2 separate regions of the Mus musculus genome follow, and region 2 is linked to region 1. The links are chromatin contacts, called in public HiChIP or PLAC-seq maps. All regions are on one chromosome and are shown on one strand. Each heading gives the region's core, a stretch centred on a gene start, on an enhancer-like site or on the middle of the called end of the contact. The rest is flanking DNA. Distances are from core to core; before and after follow the strand shown.

Region 1 (5,538 bases), core at 1,428-3,927:
CTTAAGGTGTGGAAATTCATTTTAATTAAGTGGTAGCATAGTAGTAAAGTCATAAAGAATAAAGACAATGATATGAATAGGTTTCAATAATAAAAATGAGATTAACATTTCTTCAAGTTAATATATGAAATCAATACTATCCAATAAAGTTCTTCATTAGATTTCTTAAAGAATCAATTGATATTTTTCTACATGTACTTTAAAAAAACCTGTAAAAAACTAAGTTAACTTTGAAACATGGAATAAAAATACATGGAATGAGAAGTACATTGAACATATATTAACGCTAATTTCATAGCTGCCCATTTATACAATGTATACGATTGGCCAAAATTAATTTTAAAAATCAACTAACAAAACAAAAGAGGCATTTCAAAGACAAATGTTGCATCTGATTTGGAAGCAACAAAATGATACTGGAAAATCAGCTAAAGATGCACAGAAATGTAAAGTCGGGTCCCCGTACACCATGGCATAGCATTGCATCCTGAAAATAAACTGAATGTAAAATATGAAACTGTAAAACTGTTGTCAAAACTCTTCCTAAATGTTTCGAAAGATGTCTTCCATAAAGCCCTAAAAGCATAAACCATAAGACAAGAAGCAACTGATAGCTGTCTTAAAAGCATAAGTCCCTACATGGTCTGAGGAAGACAGGATAGAAGACGACCTGATCCCAAACAATTCACAAAAACTTACATAAAACCTCATAATAATCTGAGAGCAAGTACTGTCAACCCATTACCTCTTATGGGTGTGTAAATATATAGGTAGCATGTGTCAACCTGTTTTGTTTTGGTAAGGTAAGACTGAATAAATATTCTTTAATTTGTGATAGGGTTACATCTCGAAAGCCCACTGGGAACTGAAAACATCCAAACTCTCAAATATATACAATACATCTAACACCGCACAATCACAGCTCAACCTACTCTACCCTAATTGTGTGCAGACCATGTACTAGTCACAGTGAGTGAAATCATTTGACAAGATGCCTATTTTATGTTACCAAGTGTTTAATATTCCATATGACTTATTGACTATTGTACTTCAAATGGAAAAAAGAACTGAACGATTTGTGCAATTCCACTACAGTGAAAAGTCCAAAAATTGGAAATCTAACCATGGGACAGACTGTGAGTGGGAAAGCTCACATGCCAACCATTCTCCCTAGTAATTTGACTAGACCCAGTTTTTTTTTGATTGGCTTTAATTTTCCCCTTTTTGTAAGCAAAAATTGATATCCAACTAGGAAATATTTTGAGAACCTTATATGTAACCAAACTTAAAAGGTTTGTTTTGTTTTGTTTTGTTTTGTTTTGTTTTGTTTTGTTTTGTTTTGTTTAGAGACAGGGCTTCTTTCTGTAGCACTGGCTGTCCTGGAATTTGCTCTGTTGACCAGGCTAGCTTGAACTCATAGAAATCCACCTGCCTCTGCCTCCTGAGTGCTGGGATCAAAGAGCTGTACCACCACCATCCAGGCCAAACTAACTTTAAAATGTTAGTATCGTTCATATTAGGGGATTTTACACACTACAGTAAGTTACACCAAAATTCACCAGCTTAGTATTCAACAATCCTCATTAAAATTTACCTTTTCAACACAAATCTTAAAAGATACTCTACAGTCAATAGGCACTAATTTCTTTACCTTTAAATAAAAGTTCCCACCATTTAAGGAGTTTGTAGAGCAGGAAGAGAGGATTACAAGTACAAGGCAAGCTTAGAAGTCCGAACTTGGCAGCATTCATTGTAAGACTGTGCCCTTGATAGGTGCAATCATTTTGGGTGAAACAAAACACAAAACAAGCTTGATAGTGTTTGGGTTTTTGTTTTGATGTTGCTGTTTTTAATAGTTTAAAAACAATAGTCAGCAACATTAAACTTTTTTACCTGATGGCAATTAATTTCAAAGAGTAGGGCAGAGACAGAACATCCTTTGTGCAGACTTGTCGAATGCTTACCAAGAAAAAAAATGGCAAATGGCAATTCACAAAGTTCCACTCCACCTTTCTTAAAGCCTTAGTTTCTTCTTTCTTCACCAGCTGGGATGTGTGTGTGTGTGTGTGTGTGTGTGTGTGTGTGTGTGTGTGTGTGTCTGTGTTCAACTTTCCTTCAGACAACTTGCACTTTGTTTGCTGGGTGTGTATATGTTTGAACTAAGTATCGAATCACTGAACTATACACACAGCCTTCCACGTATTTCTTACTAAAACCTCTCCCACAAATTTCCAAGAGACTTTATAAGAACATTCTATCAAATTAAAGAATTAGAAAAATACTTACCTTCAAAGTAGATGCCTGACTGGATTTCTAGGACCCTGGGGAGGGTCCTCAGGTCAAGGGAGTAGACAAATTCTTCCAGAGATAAAGCCATTGTTGTGTCTTCGGTGGTATATAGACCTGATCTTTTACAAGACCTTGTGGTTTCTAGATGTCAATTGTCTACCGTTCTGTCTTTGCTCATAATTGCCCACACAGGCAGAATGTGAAATGGGAGCCAATCGGGGTAGGACAGCCCTAAGGTGGGGAGGTACTTGTCTGCAGTAGCTGGTCTTCAGTTTCTACCTGGTGCAGGGAGGTCACAGGAAAGCCAAGCCCAGGGCAAACAGCTCAAGCAGCGGAAGAACTTGAGAATAGGCAGGAGACAGTGGGTAAAGCTCTTTTTGTTCTCCCTGCGGCTGCATTTCCTTCTGACACTGAAGTAGAAACACATGGGGGTGGGGTGTGTTTGTCTGAACTGACACTACCCAAAGTAATGAGGTTGGCAAGTTGCTGGTTCTTGTGCATCCACAGCAGTGGCAAAATTGTGATGAAACAGAGTGGCCTGTGGCATGAACACTGGACATGGCCAGAATGCAGGCACAGTGTCTTACCTTAAATATGGCACTATATCAGTTTGTTGCCTCTCTGCATCTGGGTTCTAGCTTTGCATACTCATTGTGCTTTTACATTAAACTTGGTTACAAAAGAAGCTGTTGTCAGCTGTTTTTAGAAATCTGATACTCTGAGGACACATAGAAACCACCTTTTATCTTTACACATTAAAATTTTTGCTGAAGTTTAAAGGGAGGGAGGAGGTGTTACATGAAAAGTGACTCAGGAATTAATAGAGTAAATTGATGGGAACTTTCTGGTCTCTGCACTGAGAAGGAAAGTATTTAAAGCAAAAGTAAATTAATTAATAAAATAAAATAAAAATAAAGCAACAAAACCAAAGAAAGAAAGAAAGAGAGAGAGAGAGAGAGAGAGAGAGAGAGAGAAAGAAAGAAAGAAAGAAAGAAAGAAAGGAAGGAAGGAAGGAAGGAAGAAAGGAAGGAAGGAAGAAAGGAAGAAAGGAAAAAAGGAAGAGAAAGAACTACTTATAAGACATATATTTAAATGTTTGCTTCCTCTTTGAAGCTCTCCTTTTAAATGTAGATTTAAAAACATAAATAAATAAACTGCACAAGCCCCGAAGTCTATAAATTTGCTCTTATGATCTAAACATAAGTTGAAAAATGCTCAAAGCCATAAATAAATAAATAAATAAATAAATAAATAAATAACAGAAACCTTGTGAAACTAATTTTTATACATCAAAACCAATCTTTCTGTTTATTTTGATTTTTGTTTCTTTTAAACAAAATTTTCCTTAGGATATCAGGCTGGGCTCAAACACATGCCAGTCCTCCTTGCCTCTGTCTTAGGATTACAGGCATGTGTCACCACCTCTGCCTTACATCGGAGTTTTGTTGTGGTGGTGCTAGGGTTTTGTTTGTTTGTTTGTTTGGTTGGTTGGTTGGTTTTAAATTTTTATGCTTCCTATTCTTTGTACTTAATTCAAACATCATCTTAGAGGTTATACTTGCAATTTAAAGTGAGACTGTCTATGTTTTGTAGATAAATAAAGGAAGATTGGTTGAAGTTGATAAAGATGAACTATGATGAAAAGTTGTTCATTCTCAGGCTGGATTCTGGACAAATTGCTTGATCATGATAGAGCATCTACCAAATGCTAAATGCTTAAAGCTCTTCAGAGTCATGTTCAGCCCTTGTAACAATTTGCTAGCCTTCATTCTAGGCAAACTTAGGGTTAATGTGGGAAATTCTTCAAGTGATTTTCACTAGTAACTTTTATGTAATCCCTTGAAACATTTTTGTCCCCTAAATCTCCCAAGCTTGATAAATGTAGCTTCTGTCTCATTCTTACCTAAGTCTGGGCCTCTCACTTGACTGAAAACACTATTTGTAGCCTCCTGGCATATTTCATAGGATTTTAGAATATGGAAAGGGCTGCCTCTTGAAAAATCATACATTTTTAGAGTTAGTGCTGCAGTAAGTTTATTTGGTATGTAATCAATGCTGGATTTCATCTGAAATCTTTAACTTATAACTCAAGTTTCTATCCTTGCAGCCAACACTAGAAGAATTCACTATATCATCAGATATTTATACAGATCCAGTATGTCCCTGCTTCTGCTTTTAACACAGAGATCCTTCTTGTATCTCAGAATCTGTTTCTCCTATATCCTCAATCATAAAATTAATGACTCTCCCATCTTTGAGAGTGCAAAGCCAGAAGGCCTAAAGTTGTATGTGAACAGACATTTTCTACAGCTTCCAAATCCCTCAAGCTCTATGAGTGACAGTCCTCAAGGCCACTCCTCTGACCTTGTCCTGTATTGCCATTGCTGCCATCTTATCTCAAATCATTACTATCTCTGAGCTGAAGCATGGTAAAATGAATTACTGAAGTTCAGTCAGTAACAGGAACGATTGGCTTACTCAAAGTCAGACCAATGGGAGTTCAGAAGTAAAGAGACTGTATATTACAGTTTCCAGTTTGCAGAAGGTAGAATTTCATGCCAGTGAGGAAGAAAGATGTATTTAACTAACTATTGTTAAATACCTGAAAGAAAAGATAGTTTCAAAACATCCCGTGAAAGAAAATGAAATGAAGATAAATTTTAAACATAAATTTACATGTAAAAAAATCCAAAGTTAAGTGGTGAGGGAGGGATTGTGAGAGGGAGTGTTAAAAAATAATAATTAATTAATTAATTAATTAATTATAAAAAAGCCAAAGTCCAAAGATTATGAGTGTGAATGAGGATTTAGAAGACTTGCTCTCAAGAATTACTTGAAGTCTTACAGGAAAAGAATAATAGATTGGACACAAACATTTGAAATCTATATATCTTCTGTAAATCGAAATGGAATTTTCACAAAACTTACAAAGAACTCAATATAAAGAATGTCCAAGTAGCACAAACAAACCAATGTTCAGAAAAAAAGGTGCTTGGGGACTTGACCAACTCTCCTACCAAATCCCCTGGGCAACTTCGACTCCTTTAAACATGACTGTAAGGAGCTGATGAGTTGCCCGAGTAGTGCAGGTAGAAGCCCAAGATCCAGGAAGGTAGGATGCCATGAGAACTTGGTGCTGTAATTCTTTCTACTTTCAGACATTTGTCATTAGTATTGGGAACCAATAAAGATGCTCAGAAACTCAGGAAAGGCTGATGGCAGAGAAGGAGAAACCATCTCCAGTTTTTA
Region 2 (5,538 bases), core at 1,309-3,808, 61 kb before region 1:
AAAAAAAAACTTCCATAAAGATGAGAATTAAAAGGCAAACCACAAATTTAAGAAAAACTATTAACCAAAGCAAAATGTGATCAAAACTGGGCATCACAAGTATACAGAGTGCATAATGTAAGGAAACCATAGCACAGCTTTTAATGGGCAAAAAACTTCAAGTATCTCATCAAATAAAGTTCATATTCCACCTGGGAATTACAGATTTAAAAAATGACTTTAATATCATAGACTTGAATGTATAGAATGGCCAAATGCAGACACTGATAGAGAAAATTCCTGGAGAGGACATCGAACAGGGATGTTCATTCATTGTTCATAGTAGTACAAAATGATATTTTGCAGGACAATCTGGTACTTTTTAAAAATAAACAGACTGTTACTATTTTTACTATTCAGTCCAATAATCAGAGTGGGGAGAATTCATCTTTCTTTTTTTTTTTTTTTTTTTTTTTGGTATGTTTGGTTGGTTGATTTCGGTGTTTTGCATACTAAATCTCACTAAAGCGACTTCTACTTAGGTTTTTTTTTTTATAAACCCAAAACTTCTCTATGTAAATGTAAAAATCTATTAAAATGCAAAGGAACTAAAGTGGAATGCTAAAAAATATTCATTATGGAAAATGTAGAGAGCAATGAAAAATAAAAAACATGAAAAACAAGTGGCAAAACAATAGCACTAAATTCTTTACTATCAGTTATGATATTAACTAAAAGCAGATAATGATTAAACCACACTTAATATGATAGAAGAAAAATATCAAAGCATATACTATGTGTATCAAAAGAGACTTTAAATTTAAAGACATAAGTAGGTAGAGAGTAAAAATGTAGATGATAGCCTGTACAATTAGTTGTTAAAAATAAGAAAGCAAAAAAAATGAAGAAACTATTTTAAATCAGAAACAATATAGCAAGGCATGTTGGTGCACACTTGTAATCTCAGCTCTCAGTAGGCTATAGCAAGAATATTGTGAAAACAGTTCCAAGCTTGGCTACAAATCAAGACAATGTTTAAAAATAAATTGGAACCAAATTTACATTTTAAAATGTTATTACTATAAAAGGTATCTTGAAGTTAAAAGAAACTCTCCACTCAAAACCACTAGCAATTATAAATATAGATACACATGTCCCCCGACTCTCAAAGTACATTAAACAAAAAAATACACAATTTTAGGAATCCAAATAATACAGGAAGAATGAGGAGGAGGTGAAGGAAGAGAAGGAGAAAAGGAGGGGGAGGAGGAGGAGGAGGAAGAGAAGAAAAAGAAGAAGAAGAAGAAGAAGAAGAAGAAGAAGAAGAAGAAGAAGAAGAAGAAGAAGAAGAAGAAGAAGAAGAAGAAATTTCTTTTTAAAAAGATATATATTCTTTGACGTCATATATTCTTTGATGAGCATATTCTACCCCCGACCCTATCCCACTTACCTCCCTTTTCATACCCATAACCTTTCCTGTTTATTCTTTCTTTCCCTAGATAACTCTTATTTATTTTTATTTAACATACACATACATGATTTTAATAATGGATATGCTGTTGTGAAAGATCAAGTAGAAAAGATCACCTAGGTGGTGTAAATAATTCTATAAATGAACAAGTATCTTTAATGGACTTCTATAATGGTAGAATATATATTCTTCTATACAGAGTATAAAAACAAGTATTAGTATATTTTTAAATTTGAATTTCAGAAAGTATGTCCTCTGATAATTGAATTGAATTAGAAATCAACCATAAGAGGAAATTTGAAGAGTTAAGCAAATAAAACAAGATGTTTAAAATACTTTGGGGGTATCTTCCTGTTGTTTAGTGTCTTTAAAAAGATATATATATATATAATAGAGTTCTGGCTGCACGTATGCCTGCAGGCCAGAAGAGGGCACCAGATATCATTATAGATGATTGTGAGACACCATGTGGTTGCTGGGGAACACAGGACTTTGGGAAGAGCAGATAGTGTTCTTAACCCCTGAGCCATCTCTACACTGTTTAGCGTCTTTTTCATGAATTTATTGAGTGTTTAAAGTTTTTCATTATAGATATCTTTTATTCCCCTAGTTTGGTTCTGTCACAAAAAAAAAAAAAAAAAGGAATTTTGAAGCTTTAAGAAATGTGACAGAATTTATAAGTTTCTAAACAGCAACGAGAACAACTTGGTGAACAGACAACTTTAGAAGAAAATCTTTGATAGTCACACAGAAGATTAGAATCTAGACTACATGAAGAACTCAAAATATCTGAACAACTTACTCAATAAATGGACCAATGTAACTAACAGTTTTCAGAAAATGTGTTCAAAATCCTTGGGCATCCAAAAATTACAAAGTCATACAGCATTAAGATTCAATCTTATTCCCACCAGAATGATTATCATTAAGAAGATAAATCACAGCAAATTCTGGCATGGAAATATCAATTATTACAGCCCCATAGAAATAAATATGAAAGTTCCTCAATAAGCTAAGAGGAGAACGAGCATATGACCCAAATACATCAACTCGAGCTACAAGCCCAGAGCCTATAAATGAACATCCTGTAGAGATGTTGTCATCTGTATGTTTGTTGCTGCACTGTCCACAGAAGTCAAGTTATGGAATCATCCCAAGTAGTCATCCACAGAAGAACTGATAAAGAACTTGTGCTGTGCGTGCACAGTGGTGCTCTATTTAACCATAAAGGATTGCATTATAACACTTGCCGAAAAAAATAGGCACAGCTAAAGATGATGGTGATATCACTTGTTTCCATTTCTCATTTACTTGTGGATCCTAGGTTTTCACACATATATGTAAAATGACATAGGGTGTACATATATGTGCAATCATATTTTAATGAAGGAGCAAGAGTCGACATGAAATGGGAATGAATGGGAAAACGGGAGAGATTAGAAAAGAAAGGAGAGTGAATGTATCCAAAGTACATGACAGAGTCACGGGAATGAAGCCTATCACTATGCATAATAAATATATACCAATAAAAACATGTGTTAAAAGTGCCACGGGGCTTTAAAATTTTAAAATATAATTGGAATTTAAATGAAAGGTTTTAACGTGGAAAAGGCATATGTTACTGTTGAGATCTGTGATAAAGGACTTGATTCTGGTCTTTTCCCCTAGTGATAATGAAGAGGAAACATTTATGTAGGATCCTGGAGTCTTTTCGGAAGAGAGCATTCTCTCATCGTCCTTCATCACCTCTGCTTTAATTCTGACCCTTACAAGAAGGCTCACCTGTAAACACCTTTAAACTCTTACCCAATTAATGACAAAGACATCACGCTAACCCCAGCCCAAAGGAAGTTCCAGATAGTGATGACCTTAGACTTCAGCCACTACCCAGGTGTTTTCACTAATCCAATAAGAAACGATTCCTCTATCTGAAAATTCTGAACATTTAAACTTAGTGAGTGTTTATTCTGTACTGAGAATTACAGTGATAAATGATTTTGCTTTTGCTCTTAGCCGCCTTGTTATCTATTAGATCACGCTACTCCAACAAACACAAAACTAACTCCAAATACATGTAAAAAGCAATAAGTGAAATAATAAAGGCATAAAAGTACTTAACCTGGGGTGAGAGCACATGCCTCTACTCACAACGTTTTGGAAGAAGAGGCGGGCACTCTTTTGTGTGTTTGAGGACTGTTCTACAAAGGAAGTTCCAAGCCAGATTGGGCTACATAGTGAAACCCTGCGCATACACACACACACACACACACACACACACACACACACATTCATAAATATATATACATGTGTATATATGTACATGTGTGTATATGTATGTGTATTATATATACACACGTTCACATATGCATTCACATGCACATATACATATGAGGAGAGCAATTACATCTAACTTTGCTACTTAGGAATGTTGTCTATAAAGCCATGGTTCCCAGCCTCAGGTTCATGTTAGTCCTAGCTTGGGAGCTTTGAAGAATCTTCATGACCAGACTTTGCCCAAATAAATCATGATACCTCCTGCATCACGACTTTCTAATCTCCCTAGATGAGGTCACTGTGCAGCCAAGCTTGAAAACCAGCCATCATTTTGAAAGACCAGGAAGGATATAAAAAAAATGGGTAAGCTTTCGGTTCAAAGGGACAGAGAATTAGAGCACTTGCAAGAATCTTCTCATTAATATAACCAATTTATTTTTACTCTCCAAACATCAGGTCAATTATAACATTCTCTGAAAAGCATTTTCTACTTCCCCAATGATATCAATAAGAATCTTAATAACAGTAATATAAGTTATCACCATTTTTATGAATGTTGCTATAGTCCAGATGCCATAGCAAGCACTTTAATTATGTTTTGATAATATCCTCCACAAAGGCACCAGGAGACAAGTAGGAATACCAGTATTTAACTTTACATACGGTGGAAAAAAAATAACATGCCAAGGTAATTCAATCAAAACATGGTGAAATTGCTTGTAGAACTACAAAATTCATGTTCTGTAACATGACCTACTGATCCTATGCAGCTTCTCACATAGCCCAGGCATACGTTAATCATACTGTAAAGCATATTATATTGTAATGCGTTTGTGATTTTTCATTCGCTACTCTCTTATTCATCCAATTGACAGGTTTTTTAATTTATCCTCAATGTGTATGGTGATAGAACTATGAAGACTGGAAATTAGTAGTGCAGAGCACATATCAACAAATAACTTGACTAGCCAAATCCTGCTAGCCACTCCTTTTTATAAATAAAGAGTATTTTGAGCTACAACCACGGCCATTGGTTGATGGGTTTGTTACCTGCAGTGACCTTCATGTTAAAAGATTGCTGTACAGTAGTTATGGCAACAATCTGGCCACAAAGCCTTAAAATTTACTATCTGGCTGTTTAAAGCAAGTTTGACAGCTCATAGTCTAGAGCACAAGACAGGTAAATATAATGACCACCCAATGATATGCATGCTGTGGTACCCACACTGTCGGAATGAGGAGACCCAGGTAACCTGCCCCTGTCTCTTCGCATCGCCCCTTCCTGAGCCAGAATGGCCAGCACTTCCTTTCCGCAACCTTCTTGCGACCTTTGAAGAGGGCAGACAAAGGGGAGCTGGAACGTGGCCTCCTGCCTAGCACTGTATATTGCGCTCCCTTTTTCTGATAATTCTAACCAATAGCACTTTCCTGGTGTAGATGGCTCTTGCCTTTGAAGGAGGCAAGAGTTAGTATCCTTGATGTGATAAAGCACACTCCTGAGCTATGGGAAAGAGACAATTAAGTGTTCCCAAACAGCTGTGACTGCTTTGTAACAACACGCTGGCCTCCTATAATGGGATGAGTTACTTCTTCCCAGGTCAAAGAGGTCCTTCTCCAGCTGCGAAATTCCGCCTCTCTGTCTAAACAAATGTTATCAATTTGAAGGACCGCACACCTTTCCCCCTACTCAATCATGTAATGACAGGCCTTGAGCGCCCCAGCGTATGCATCTTCATATATATATATATATATATATATATATATATATATATATATATATATATATCAAACCCTTGAACTTGAGCATCGCTTTC

What was found. HiChIP or PLAC-seq counts read pairs in DNA pulled down with a chosen protein or histone mark.
Region 2: a contact with region 1 is called in an H3K4me3 HiChIP or PLAC-seq map of the SCID.adh cell line, with 14 read pairs. The contact joins the enhancer-like site here to the promoter of Themis in region 1. A contact is called at or near these places in 2 of 39 promoter capture datasets (3T3-L1-derived adipocytes and stem cell-derived epiblast-like cells), 1 of 15 datasets of contacts at CTCF or cohesin (CD8 T cells), 12 of 484 Hi-C or Micro-C datasets (CD4 T cells, CD8 T cells, the P5424 cell line and 5 more), 2 of 115 datasets of contacts at active chromatin or transcription factors (CD8 T cells and the SCID.adh cell line) and 3 of 9 other capture datasets (adipose tissue, liver and pancreatic islet).

Annotation. Positions count from the first base shown.
Region 1 is chr10:28,665,499-28,671,036 of GRCm38.p6, reverse strand. Themis (thymocyte selection associated) reads right to left here and starts at 2,677. Exons shown (of 6, transcript NM_178666.6): 1 at 2,287-2,677. The coding sequence starts at 2,377.
Region 2 is chr10:28,726,686-28,732,223 of GRCm38.p6, reverse strand. All of the region lies in intron 2 of Themis (thymocyte selection associated), which reads right to left. Among named protein-coding and RNA genes, the nearest start is that of Themis, 61 kb to the right of the region's middle. Within about 2 kb of position 2,558, at least 4 of the 459 cell types and tissues checked have an H3K27ac peak or open chromatin away from gene starts, as enhancers often do. A contact at or near this core is called in the P5424 cell line, the SCID.adh cell line, Th17 cells and 1 more, where this site is marked.